Linked DNA regions of Columba livia: region 1 is linked to region 2. The links are chromatin contacts, called in public Hi-C maps. All regions are on one chromosome and are shown on one strand. The core of a region is the stretch at or near the end of the contact, and the rest is flanking DNA. Distances in the headings are between cores, read along the strand shown. Region 1 holds the start of HIPK3 (homeodomain interacting protein kinase 3). Region 2 overlaps HIPK3 (homeodomain interacting protein kinase 3).

The links. Hi-C and Micro-C count contacts between places; a contact is called where the count stands out from the background.
Region 1: a contact with region 2 is called in a Hi-C map of crop, with 2.8 times the contacts expected there. The contact joins the promoter of HIPK3 here to the enhancer-like site in region 2. A contact is called at or near these places in 2 of 2 Hi-C or Micro-C datasets (crop and liver).

Annotation. Positions count from the first base shown.
Region 1 is chr5:60,768,851-60,775,337 of bColLiv1.pat.W.v2, forward strand. It overlaps HIPK3 (homeodomain interacting protein kinase 3), which reads right to left and starts at 3,648. Exons shown (of 16, transcript XM_021301199.2): 1 at 3,484-3,648. It overlaps LOC135579617 (a long non-coding RNA gene), which reads right to left. Exons shown (of 4, transcript XR_010473119.1): 4 at 3,827-6,487.
Region 2 is chr5:60,710,405-60,716,531 of bColLiv1.pat.W.v2, forward strand. It overlaps HIPK3 (homeodomain interacting protein kinase 3), which reads right to left. Exons shown (of 16, transcript XM_021301199.2): 5 at 4,815-4,901; 6 at 3,842-4,026; 7 at 2,936-3,095; 8 at 2,438-2,561. Among named protein-coding and RNA genes, the nearest start is that of KIAA1549L, 19 kb to the left of the region's middle. Within about 2 kb of position 2,702, at least 1 of the 3 cell types and tissues checked has an H3K27ac peak away from gene starts, as active enhancers do.

The sequences.
Region 1 (6,487 bases), core at 2,398-4,897, 59 kb after region 2:
GAGAATTAAGTACAGTTAATTCTGTTCTACCCAGGAGCTGAGTAAGCTGACCCTCTGCCTCCCACCACCTTTAACAGACACAATCAATCCGACAGACATTCTTTGGAAAACGCCTCCAAAACAACATTTGTTTTGAAGCAACTGCTGTAAATGGAAGCACGCAACAAGAAAAGCAGCACACGCAAATTCTGATATTTCTATCAGTTGTGTCAACTTCTGTAAGACGAGCTGAAGGCTCAACTCTCCCTCCCCACACCCTGTCTTTGTCTCCGGCATCTCGTTATGCAGGAGCGAGTCTCATTTCCCCGTTTCTGTAGGTAGTTGTTTGAAAGATAGGAGGGAGGAAACATGCAAACACAAAGACTCAAACAAAGAAAAATTACAGGCACCGGCAGAGACCCCAGGTTAGGGGCGGCCTCCCGAGCAATTTTTTTAATGAAACTTCACCCCGTGTGATGGAATTCCTCTGATTAAAGTGTCCCCAAACCTGGAGAGCCACACATCAGCACCACAACCTGAATTAGTACACCTAGGCAAACGTATCTGGGAAAAAATCATTTACAAGCACAAGCCATGCCACACCCTGAGCAAGCAGCAGAACCCGCACAACAACAGAAGTCACTGCTAATACACGCACTAAACGAAAACTCTCTCTAATTCCTGTTTTACATGATTATAAACACCATCTCACTGTGTGCTACCATAAATGGTTTGCGGCAGCACAGATAAAGCAGTCACCGCTGTTATATCAGTATCAGTTTTCTCCTGGTAAGTCCATGCTAACACTTTGCTCTATTTATTTGCGATCTCACCATGCCACTTCATAATACAGTCTTGACCTATTTTCCAGATGCTTAATTAATCTGTTTGCTGGCTGCCACACTTACTAGACAGTTACTGTGTGAGTTTTAAACTTAGCTGATAGAAACCTTTAACAATAATTCCATAACAGAGCTAATTTGCTATGTCAAAAACTAAGTCCTCAGAGTCCAGTCAAGCTTTCCTACTTTGTGTGAAATCAATCAGAGCACAAACTTTTCGCAAATGATGTAATGGGAGGTAATACTGGGGGGGGAATAATCACAGAAATATGCAGTGTTATCAACAACTGCAGCTTTACTTAATACAATTGCCTCTCATGTTAATAATATGTTTTCCCACAATTGAAAGATACTAAAGTAACAGAAATAAACAAGGCTATACGCAAGCAGGAAGATGCAAAAGCATCAGAGAGGCACATAATTTCGGGGAAGGCAAGGCTGGGAGTGTCAAAACAACTTACCAAGTTAACAAAAAAGGAAACCATCGCAGTTTTGGCACCGATGTATTGAGCCAGACGCAACAGTTAGTAACTGAAGTATACCCTCAAAAGAAAGATATTTGTATGTATGTAAGCACATAGCACTGACGACTGAGGGCTTGATGCAAATAAATTTTTAAAAAAAGAAAACCACGATTTCCTACAGCGTTAGACACACGCAAACGCATCTGCCAGTTTTATAATTGACACCGCAACAAAACAAGAACCAGAACAAACCCAGCACAATCCCTGCTGCAATCACCATTGTGTTAAAGCCACCAGCAATAACCCCCTCTGTTTTTACAGAGCTCGTTCTTGGTAACTGACCAAATTTCACAGCGCCAACTTCCTTTCCAGTTGTTTTTATTTATCCCGGCCCCTCCGCACCACTTGCTCCCCTACAGCGCAGGGGAGCGAGTCCCGCTGGTCTCTTCTCGGGGCTCGGGTCCGGCCGTGGCTACGAGGAGCCACCGGGGCGCAGGCAACCGAGAGCGCGACCCGTAACGGGAGCAGCGGCTGCCGCGCCCGGGCGACCCGAGCGCACCGTACCGGGAGGCGGCGGCGGCGCGCCCGGGAGTGGAGTGGGGCACAACGGAGCCCGCCTGGCCTCACCGCCGGTAACGGGCGAGGCGGGCAGCCACGCCTTCCCCCGGCGGGCGGCGGCCTCGCCCGGCAGCTGGGGCCGCGCCGGGAGGTCGGGGCGAGCGCTTCCCCGCAGCGGGGAAGGGGAAACTTCGGGGACGCTGCGCAGCAGGCGCCGTCGAGGGTGACGGGAAGGGGAAGCGGCGCCGCCCGCTCCGGCAAGGGCAGGGGCGCACGGAGCGCAGGCGGCGCAGCACCCACCGCGGGGCAGCGAGGGGAGCTCAGGCCCGACCCCACGCCCCGGAGCCCCCCATGGGAAGGAGGCGAAAGCCGCCAGGGCGGGCAGCGCCCCTCTCCGCCCGGCGGGACCGGCCCCGCTGCTGTCCCGGCCGCTCACCTTCACGGATCGGGCCGCGCTGGCGTCCGAGCTGGAGCTGCCGCTGCCGCCCTGGGCATGTCCGGGAGCGCCACGGGGAAGCGCCGCTCCGGCCGGGCTCAGCCTCTCACCCCCGCCGCTCCTGCCGCCGCCGCCTCGGCCGCTGCCATCTTGTCCTGGCGGCTGGGAGGGAAAAGCCCCAGCTCAGCCCGCTCGGCAGCCCGGGCCTCCGCCTCATCTTCCCGGGGAGGGACCCAGCCCGCCCCCGGCCACCGCCTCCTCCACCTCCTCCCGCCTCCACCGCTGCTCTGCCCGCGGCGGCCTAGCGGCGCCCGCCGCCGCCCATCGCCCCGCAGCGCCGGGACGAGGCCCCGCCGGGTGCTGCAGGGGGGGCCTGCGGGCCGCGCCGCACCGAGGCCCCGCTCCGCCGTGCCCCGCTCCTCCGTGCCCCGGGCCCGCGCCCAGCCAGCCGGGCCCTCCCGCCGCCCGCCTGCTCCGCCGCCCGGCCCGGCCCGGCCCCGCGCCTCGGCGGCAGCGCCCCCGCCCGGCCCCGCCGAGCGACGCCCGCCGCAGCCGGGAGCCGCCCCGGGCCGCCGCCCTGCGCTGCCTTCCCGGCGCTGCGAGCGCTCCGCTCCCCGCGGCCGAGCGCTCCGCCAGCCCCTGGGCGCACAAACCGAACTCTCCCGGCGGTGGAGCTGCGCTGCTGGCCGCCGGCGCTGTGAGTAACGCCCGGCGCTTACCCGGCCCTCTCGCCCCGACGAGGCGAGGCAGGTGAGCGGCCATCGCCTCCCCGGCAGCAGCTCAGCCCGGGCAGGACCCCCTGTCCCTGGACCTGCCCCCGGGAAGCCGTGCGGGGACAATCTGAGATGCTCCTGGCGCTAACGCTCCTCTGCCCGCCCCGCTCTGTCACTACCTGCAGGAACGCAACCCCATGCTTTGTGAGAGCTCTCTAAGGAGCACCTGCAAAACCCCTGACAGTCCTAATCATCAAACACCAAACGGTGAGCTCTTCTTCCCCATCTCATTGCCTGCCAACTACAGTAACGTTCACATAACGTGCATGATGAGGAAATCGATGTCACGGAAAAGACCTGATTCTCAAGACCTGCGGTTTGGATGATGACAACGTGAGAATGAACACATGAACCCCAAATCCATGCTCTTGCTTTATAAGATAAAGAGACACCCCTCCCCAGCCCTGAAAAAATAACTGTGAAGCACCAACCTTCTAGATCTGGTGTGCCATCTTTCCCTGATGAGCAGTCCCTGCTGCTTTAGCCGGACACCATCAAACACACCACTCACTCTACGAGTAACAGGACGGAGCAAACATAACCATTTTGTGCCCCACGTTATAGTCCAGCACTGTGCCTTGCTCAACTCTTGACAAAATAACAGGATACACCCTCAGTAACTACATGCCCCTAATATTATACATCACTTAAATATTAGTGGTTGGTTGTAGGACTGGTCAACTTCTGCAAACAGCATTCTTGACCCTAAATAGTATACAGCTGATGTGGGGCCAAAAAGGAATTACTGTTTGCTTATGAAGTAGTTGGCCCCAAGATAAATCCTTGGCTACAGCTACAACTGGACATCACGTGGTTCTCCACCTCTTGCCAAAAATAACCAACAATTTCTTTATTTACTTGCACAACTACATGTACTCTCCTATTTTTCTCTCACTACTTGTTCTAGTATTTTCAACGCGTGCCTGCATGCTTTTAACCTTTATTTAGGTCCAATCCTTGTAATAAAGATTGTCAGGATGCCAAGTCAGAATTTGAATTAATTAATTGGAAAAGACAAGAGTCATTGTATAGAAGGACTAAACCGTAACATTGAAGTTACTACTGTACCACCACCAATACTCAGTCTTGTAAATAATGAGACAGACATTTTAGGGGTGGGGAAAAATAGGTAGGTGTCAATGTTAGTAAATTATAGCTCTCGAGAGCCGCTCATTACATCTTGTGCTTACTAATTTTATAAATATTAATCAAGCTTCTCTTCACACGTCTCCTAAAAACAACGTCCTACAGAATTATTCAGATATACATTTTATTAACATATAATTATTTTAAAATATTTCAGATGTTGATAAACATTATTGATTGCTTAACCATACAAACTCTAAATAAAGACTTAACAATATAAAGCATTAAGTACACGCAGATTCAATCTTTAAGTGTATTTAATCCTCAAACATAAATTGGCATACATATCACCCCAAATTAAATGCTTGTGATCTACAGGAAAAAAAAATTCCTCACCATGTCATTTTTTATCATTTGATAACCAGAACAATCCAGATATGGTTGTGTAAGGAACATTTAATGAAGAATTGTTGTTTTTACATAACTGAGGACCTGGCACCTGACCCCAGCAGGGGGGAAGGACTGAGAGACATCGGACTATGAATCCTTAATGTAAAACACAGTCTTTTTCTGGAATATATACTGACACCTGTATATATACTGATACCTGTATTTACAAGTTAATTTAGGGGGAAGGACCAAGAGACATCAGACTATGAATCCTTAATGTAAAACACAGTCTCTTCCCGGAATATATACTGATACCTGTATTTACAAGTTAATTTAGGGGAAGTGTAGCCAAAGTACCAGGACTACATATTGATAAGGGGAAGGGTATTTTATGCACCGGGGTAGTCTGTAAACCCTGAAGTACCCAACCGATGGGGAAGAGGGGAGGGAAATTGCAGCTGTGATTTTTGGGGAGATATAAGCAGGGGCTTTTTGCCCTATTAGGTGTGCCTACCTTTAGGTAGAACACCTGGTCTTGCAAAATCATTATTAAAATATGCTTTGCTGAGAGATCCTGCCTGGGCCTATTATATTTGCAAAGTAATTGTTTCCTATAGTTGTAAACTTGAATGACACTGATCCTCTAAAACCAGAAAATTATTAATCCAACGCTCCACTGAAACACTTGCACAATTTCCACCAGCATTCAGAAAGAGATTTTAATGTAGGTTTAGAAAAGAAGGGAGTGATTTTGGGGTGATTAACCTCTCTTGTTATACTGGTCTCTCTCCAGATGTTCGCTAAACAACAGAGCCTCCCAAAACATTTCACCACTGCCAGTTCTGTCCGCACGTTCCAGTTTTTGTTAATTAGATCAAGCCAGACTTGCCTGCAACAGGAGTATCAGCAGCGTGTAATCAAACTCTCAAATCTCTTTGAAGCTCCTTCAGTTGCTTTTGTGCAGCACAGCATCTCTCTGAAGACCCGTTATTTGTCCTTTCTGGGGAGCCATTTGGATTAAAGGCTTCCTTGTGTTCAGCGCAAATTCCATCACACGCGGGACTAAAGGGGCCCAAAGGGCATGAAAGGTCTGGCTGGTGCCATCACAAACTGAAGGGCTGAATCTCCTCCTGCAGCCACAGAATCATAGGGTAACAGAATAGTTTGGATGGGAAGGGACCTGTGAAGTCAACTGCTCGTAAGGTGCACTTGGGCCACAGAAGAGTTTCTAACCGCCCACAACGCATGGTAAGGCTACACACGTTTTAAACACTCTGATAAACATTTCTATCGAAGGTTAAACACAACTGTGTCTGAGAAGCCCTCATATGATATTTTTGTTATCTGTAAAACAGTAAACACTTCCTTGCCCCAATTTTCTCTTGGCAGGTATTTTTGTGCTGGTAGGCGACTGAAGGGTTAATACAGAAACTCCTGTTACACCTGTAAGTAATGGGGACTACTGATACCATTTGGAGGGGAGTGTTTTGTTTCAAAGTACTTAAGTAACCCAGTGGAAGGAGGCCTATGTCATTTAGATTAATTTATAAACTGCAGCACTGAAACACACACCTCCATAGGCTCTTTGTTCCTCCTCGTTTCTACACCTTTGCAGAGGAGAAGCAGCAGTCAGGTGCGAGTGCTCGGAGTAGAAAGAAGAAGCATAAGTTACAGAAGAAGATATTTCCAATAGACACAGCTCTATTATGCAGCAAAAAGAAATGATCTGAGGACAAATGCAGGCTAGAAGCTTTTGGCAGCACACCTACCAATGACATTTTGTGCTATTTTTGTTATCAAAATCCCAAGTGTAGACAGACAGAAAATGCTTTGGCTAGAACAATTTGTTTTACTCATCAAACTGCTACAAGCTACATCACCAAAACACTTTTTACGGCCAGCGTGAGTTGTTTTTATCAGCTTATGAGTTGTTTATATCAGCTGGACTCTTAATTCTTG
Region 2 (6,127 bases), core at 1,452-3,951:
AAGATAAAAATGTTAAACTAAAATGAAAGAGGAAATTTTTTCATCCAATATTGCAACAAACAGCTATGCTAGAAGAACATACTGACTAGGCAAATATACTCATTTCATCTCCTAATACATTTTGCATCTTGTGCTTTAGTCAAAGACTAAGCAATGGCTGTTTCAGAGGTAACTACTAAAGAACTACTGAACTAAAGATTAAAGTGTTTGATTTTGGTTTTGTTGTTGTGTTCTTGTTTTTTTTTTTAATCTTTACAATAAAGGATGAAAGAAAATCTTCATCTGATGTAATTCTCTCATGTCATAACACAATACTAAGTTGTAACCACGCAGTCCAAAGATTTTAATTTTGAAATGCTGTTGACTAATTTTTTCCATGCGTCCAACCAGAACAGCAACATCTTAACTCTGGCAGAAGAAGCGAGCTTTAGAACTTCAGATATTCGACTAAGCAGCCAAGCACGGAAACCTTGAAGCAGTGCCAGATACCATTAATATCCCTTTCCCTCCATGCCAGCAACGCAACTTGTTACCCACGTGATTAAAACAATATATTCCCTTCATTCAAGCTGTAAAAGAACTTAAATTTGGAAATATATCATCATAATAAGAATATACAGATCACAGATAAAGTGTTTGCCTGTACTGTTTCCTTCCCTGTCATCAGTTTATTCATCTGGGTATAATCAAAACAATAGGGTTTTTGAACTATGAAATATGTCGGTGTGTAAAGCATAGATACAATTATAATCAGAAATCACTTAGCCATACTCGCAGCTCAGAAGGAAATGTGTATGAAGCTACACATTTAAATCAGTCAATACTCCGAGCTTTCATGAGTGTCTGGGACCCAAGGCAGATGCAGCCACCACAAACACCATTACTGATAAAGTCTGCTGCAGCTGTCTTACTCTAAAGAGATACAGACATCCTGGGCTCTAAGTTTAGGTTAAAAGTGCGGTGGGGATTTTTTCCCCCCATAGTGAATTCAGTGTGATTTCGATAACTTCTAATTGTGGAGTGAGAACTAAAGAGAACTTTGAAAATAATTGTTTAAAAAAAACCTACTTCCTATAAACTCCATCATTTCAAGATCTTATCTCCACAACATAAATCTGAACATCACCAAGACAGATAAACTGCATTTTTGGAAATTAAGACTATAACCTAGCTAATTTAATAAGCAAATGATACAAACTACTTGTCTCACTCTATAAATGACTATCATTAGGAAGAGAAAGGCTGTTTTTCATCAACTCCTCTCTGATAAGCTCATTATAACAGAAAAACAAGTTTTGCTCGATAAGGTCTGAGACCTAACTGAGGACTTAAAGACTCCTCAAAAAACAAGACCTACGTTTGTATGATGCAAATGCATTTGTTTACGGAAACAGAAGTCAACTGCATTACCATGTGTACTTTTTGAGATGCATATCCTTATTTGGTCATTTCCTACACAGCAGAAATACTTCCGTGCCAGCATTTCCACCTCACAGTCTTCCAGATGTTTGTGATAACCAAACCATCTGACAATTACTTCTTTCCATAAATACAGAAGTTAAACCCATCTTATCCTTTGTAATACAGGAGAATTCAGCCAAGCTGCCCTTTCCTCCTCATAGCACAATGCAAACAACATTCTCAAAGACTTAGTTAGGTGTTTTTCAGCCATCAGAAAGCTGTGGCAGTTCTACCTAGCTCTCCTGCTTCATCGTAACCATAGAACAGTAAATGTGACACTGTTTACCTAGGGCAGCTACATCCTTAAATTAAGCTCCAAATTTCCAGATGTCTTCCCAAACATTCACTCGGATGTCCAATTAAAAAAAACCAACTTTATTATGCAAACAGATTTATCACAAGAACTGTTATCTTTTCTTATGCTCATCCCTAGGATACCTAAGGACATAGTTGGGGAAACAAACAAACACACACACCCACACACAAAACAAAAAACCAAACAAACAAACCAAAAACAAAACAAACAAAAACCCCCAAACAAACAAACCCCCAAAAAACAAAAAAAAACCCTACCACACCAAAAGAAACAAATAAAATGCACAACCAAAAAACCCATCACATTCCCCTCATCTCTCTTTTTACCTCTCAGATTTCATTTCAGAATATCCTCATTTCTTGCTTCGGCTTCCATATTGTGTCCCTCTATTTTATCAGATATATATATATACACACACGTATTTATGTGTGTGCGGTATATGCAGCTGGGCTCTGGATTGCTTAAATCATTTTCTGCACATGCTGATTTACTATTTCTTTCAGAAAGGTGCTATGTATCTGAATATGACTCACACGCAATTTTTTTTAATGACATAATTAAGTTCTTTAATATGTATAGCTTAAGTGGATATAATGAAAAACTCAAATACCGCTACCAGACATAAATGCTCATATTTCAAGAACTGTATCCATTACATACCTTGAATAGTCGGAGGACATATGATCAAAGCCTGTTGGAAAATATCACCGCAACCAAACTGAGCCGTTCCTGCCTGCAGTGGGATCCCTTGGTGCAAAACTGAATGGGCAGATGCAGTTAACGCCTATGGGAACAGATTCAATATCATATTATAACACATTCTAACCACGAATCAATCCCTCACACACTTGTCTCACCAGCTTATATAATAAACTGCTAAAATAACTAATAAAAATTAAAATTTTAAATCTATTTCACAGGAAACAATCCCATTTGGCCACCGGAGGGCACTCTAACACAGCAGTGCTTTGCTAGGGCAATCCCAGCTTGTAACTTCATCTTGAAACATATGGAATTCTAAACTGTTTATGAAACCAACAGGAAAAAATGAGAGTAAAGGACACAAGATCTTGTCACTTACCAGATATACTTTTCAATTATGAAATTAACTAGAGAAACTGCATTACATGAATTTATAGTTTAAAAGGTAGGTTTTACCTGACTTCTAACTGGGCTGATTTTGGTAAAACTCGCAGTCAGATTAGCTGCACTGCCTGAGGCAACTGGTCTCATAAGTGACATTTTATTGCGATTACTTGAGTCGTACAAATTTGATCTGCATTTGCAAACATCCATGATATGAAAACAGGACTTCACTCTATAAAAAAACAGAAAATAACTTGGTTTAATTAGAATTTCATGTTGCTAAATGTATAAATCAATTCCACAAAACAAGAAAAGGAAAAAAGGTTGAAGACCGCAGTTTCCAGTTTCACAGAATGGCATCATACATAGAAGCAGAAAAAAGAAATACCGCTATTACTATGTTCATGTCAAGCTTTTGTTATGACATACATTAAAATACAGAACAATACTTTTTCCTGCCCCGTGCATCTAATACAATTTTCTAACAGCTGCATAGAAACAGGAAAGATAATAAATTAAATGGATGGACAGCTCTTTCTTCCACTGAAATGCTTTCACTTTAGAAAACCCACAGTGAAATACACAATTCCAGAACTAAACTTCAATATATTCCATACTAACCAATGCATAAAAGAAGGGATTTGAGACATTTACCTCAAGAGGAAATTCCAACCCTAGCTCTCATACTCCTAAAAATCAAGCCCAAGTTTCTGCAGTGTTGGAATTTTATCAATTGGGCATATGATACCTCAAAAAACTATTGCTCTACATGTTACTTTCCAGAAAAGAAATAAAAGTTACTCTGTTTCCTTGAGCAAGTAGATGCATCTAATATCGCAAGCACTTGGAAGAATTTTTTAAGATGTTAAAAAAATGACAAAACACTTTTATCTCTGATAGCAGATGAAACAACACTATTATACATATGAATCACTACAATGGAGATTTTAAAAAAATTAATTTTTGTGTGTTACATACTGGTTGCTATGAGGAAAATCAAGGAGGTGCTTCATGGTAACAAAAGAATGGTTCAGGGCCTCAGCTGGAGCGATTCTTAAATCAGCGTCGATCAGCAACATTTTCTTCAACAGACTGACAAACTCCCTCCTATCCGCCTTCTCCGCCAACAGGTCACTTCCTTCCAAATCCATCACCATGTTCACCTGGCGTTGAACAAAACAGTGCATGTTGGTTTAACTCTTCCTGTTACTGCTTCCTGCTATAAAATACTAATATTAAATGATGTTTGGGGCACAGTGCATTTGCCAGCTTATCCCAGTGCGGCCTGCTTGGCATCAGTGACTTCGTTCTGCACAAACACTGCTCCCCACTCAGCTAAAAACCCATAAAGGCTTCATTCCAGTCTGGGACTTGCAACTTAAAAAGATTTGGGATAAAGACCTTTATGTGGTCTAACTTAAACTACAGAAATAATCTTCAAAAAAAAGAATTTCAAACGTTTTAATGCCAATCTTGTAAAAATATTTTCAGGATATGGAAGATAATTAACAATTTCCTTTTGCTATTGACTGGGAGAGTTATCAAGCTAAAGAAAAGTGAGAAAACAATAATTGTGCTGAGAATTATATTCTTAAGATAGCAGAATTATATTGGAAGTTATTCTAGTTAAGATTGTACGATCCATACGTGTTCTTTTTTTCTTCCCAGAATGGCAGAAAAGGTAGAAGAGAAAGTACACATTATACTTAAAATTAAAGGGTGTCCCCCCCACAAAGACAAGTACCACTGTTTAAAACTAGCAATGACAAAGGAAGATCTTTATTAAAAGCCCAAAGGACTGGCATAGCCAGACATTTTCCTCGGAGCAACATACACAAAGAATAGATGAGACTGATAACAAATAATATTCTAAAAGGTGTTTATTTCAAACTAGTAAAATGTTTTAAAATCACACATTTCATTTGCAAAGGAAGAATGCTTTAATACTCACATGCACTATATCATCCAAACTGTTGAAAATATACTTTCTGGCCTCTTTAGACTTCATACCTGTCTCTGCCTCGTGCTCTTCCAATGTCTCAAAAGAGAAAAGGAAAGCTGAGTTTAGAAGTTGACACTAAAGGATATGTACAACTACAAAGTAACTTTTTGTATTTAATGGCCTAATAAACCCATTAAAAATATTAATATTTCAATTGTATATTTGTATGCTGCTTTGCTGACCACTTTCATTTTCTAAATCAAAAGACCAAATCTACTGAATTTCACATGTGAGTGATCACAGTACTGGATTACAACAGGTGGTTTCTAAATCACACAGCAAGTGCCGAAAGCCCAGCAAAAAGTTATATAATGAAACTCTCTTGTGTGCTCATATTTTTATATATCACAGGTTTCTATTATTTGTATTTTACACATTTCCTCAAACTCAGACCTTTAACTCCAAACAGAGACAACATTGTATCACTGTAAAAAAACAAACCAAAACCCAGAGAGACTCTGATTGATTTCTCTTTGCTTTCTCTTTTGTTATTTTGATACTTCTGTTCCTTCACATACACAACAGTTGGTGTAAGTATTTTAAATACTGATGTACAAAACAAACAGTTAAATCCTAGAGAACGAATGTGGTCACCCAACAGTGATTTATGAGCTGGAATACCACTTTCCGTTACAATTTTCCTCCTTCAGCACAGACAGCACCAGGAGGCAGGTTTGGTTTTAAGATTCCATGTTGCAGGAGGCAAGGCAGGGAAAAAAACCTTCTAACATACAGTTATAAAAAACCTTTCCAAAATTAACTTTGACAAAAATTGCAAGTAATGGCCAATAGTCCATACCAAAACTCTTGTTCTCCCCCCAAAACAGCATTTAATCTGATGTAAGACAATTAACCTCTGCAAGGCGCCAGCCTCTGGAAACAGGGCAGGCTGTTTGCATCAAGGAGTTGTTTAGGTTCTCTGATATGGAGAAGCCAGATGTAAACTGGCACCTAATGATCAAACACCTGAAAAAAAAGAAAAACCCAGAAAACTGGAATAATCAGGATGGTGTAATTGGAGAATCCTTATATAAGCCGACCTGGCAGCGTTCGGGCAGCACCAGCCCCAGCCGCTCGGCCAGTGCTCTGGGGATTTACCGCCTTGCTGTGGAGAGTTACGCAATTTGTGCTTTGAGCTCCTCAGCTGTTTATCACTGCAGAAGTTTTCTGTCAACAGCAACTGCCTCCTGACTCCCCAAGTCTGCTGTAAATTCAGTGAAGCACCATGAACCAATACAATTTGGGGAAAAAAAAAAATAATA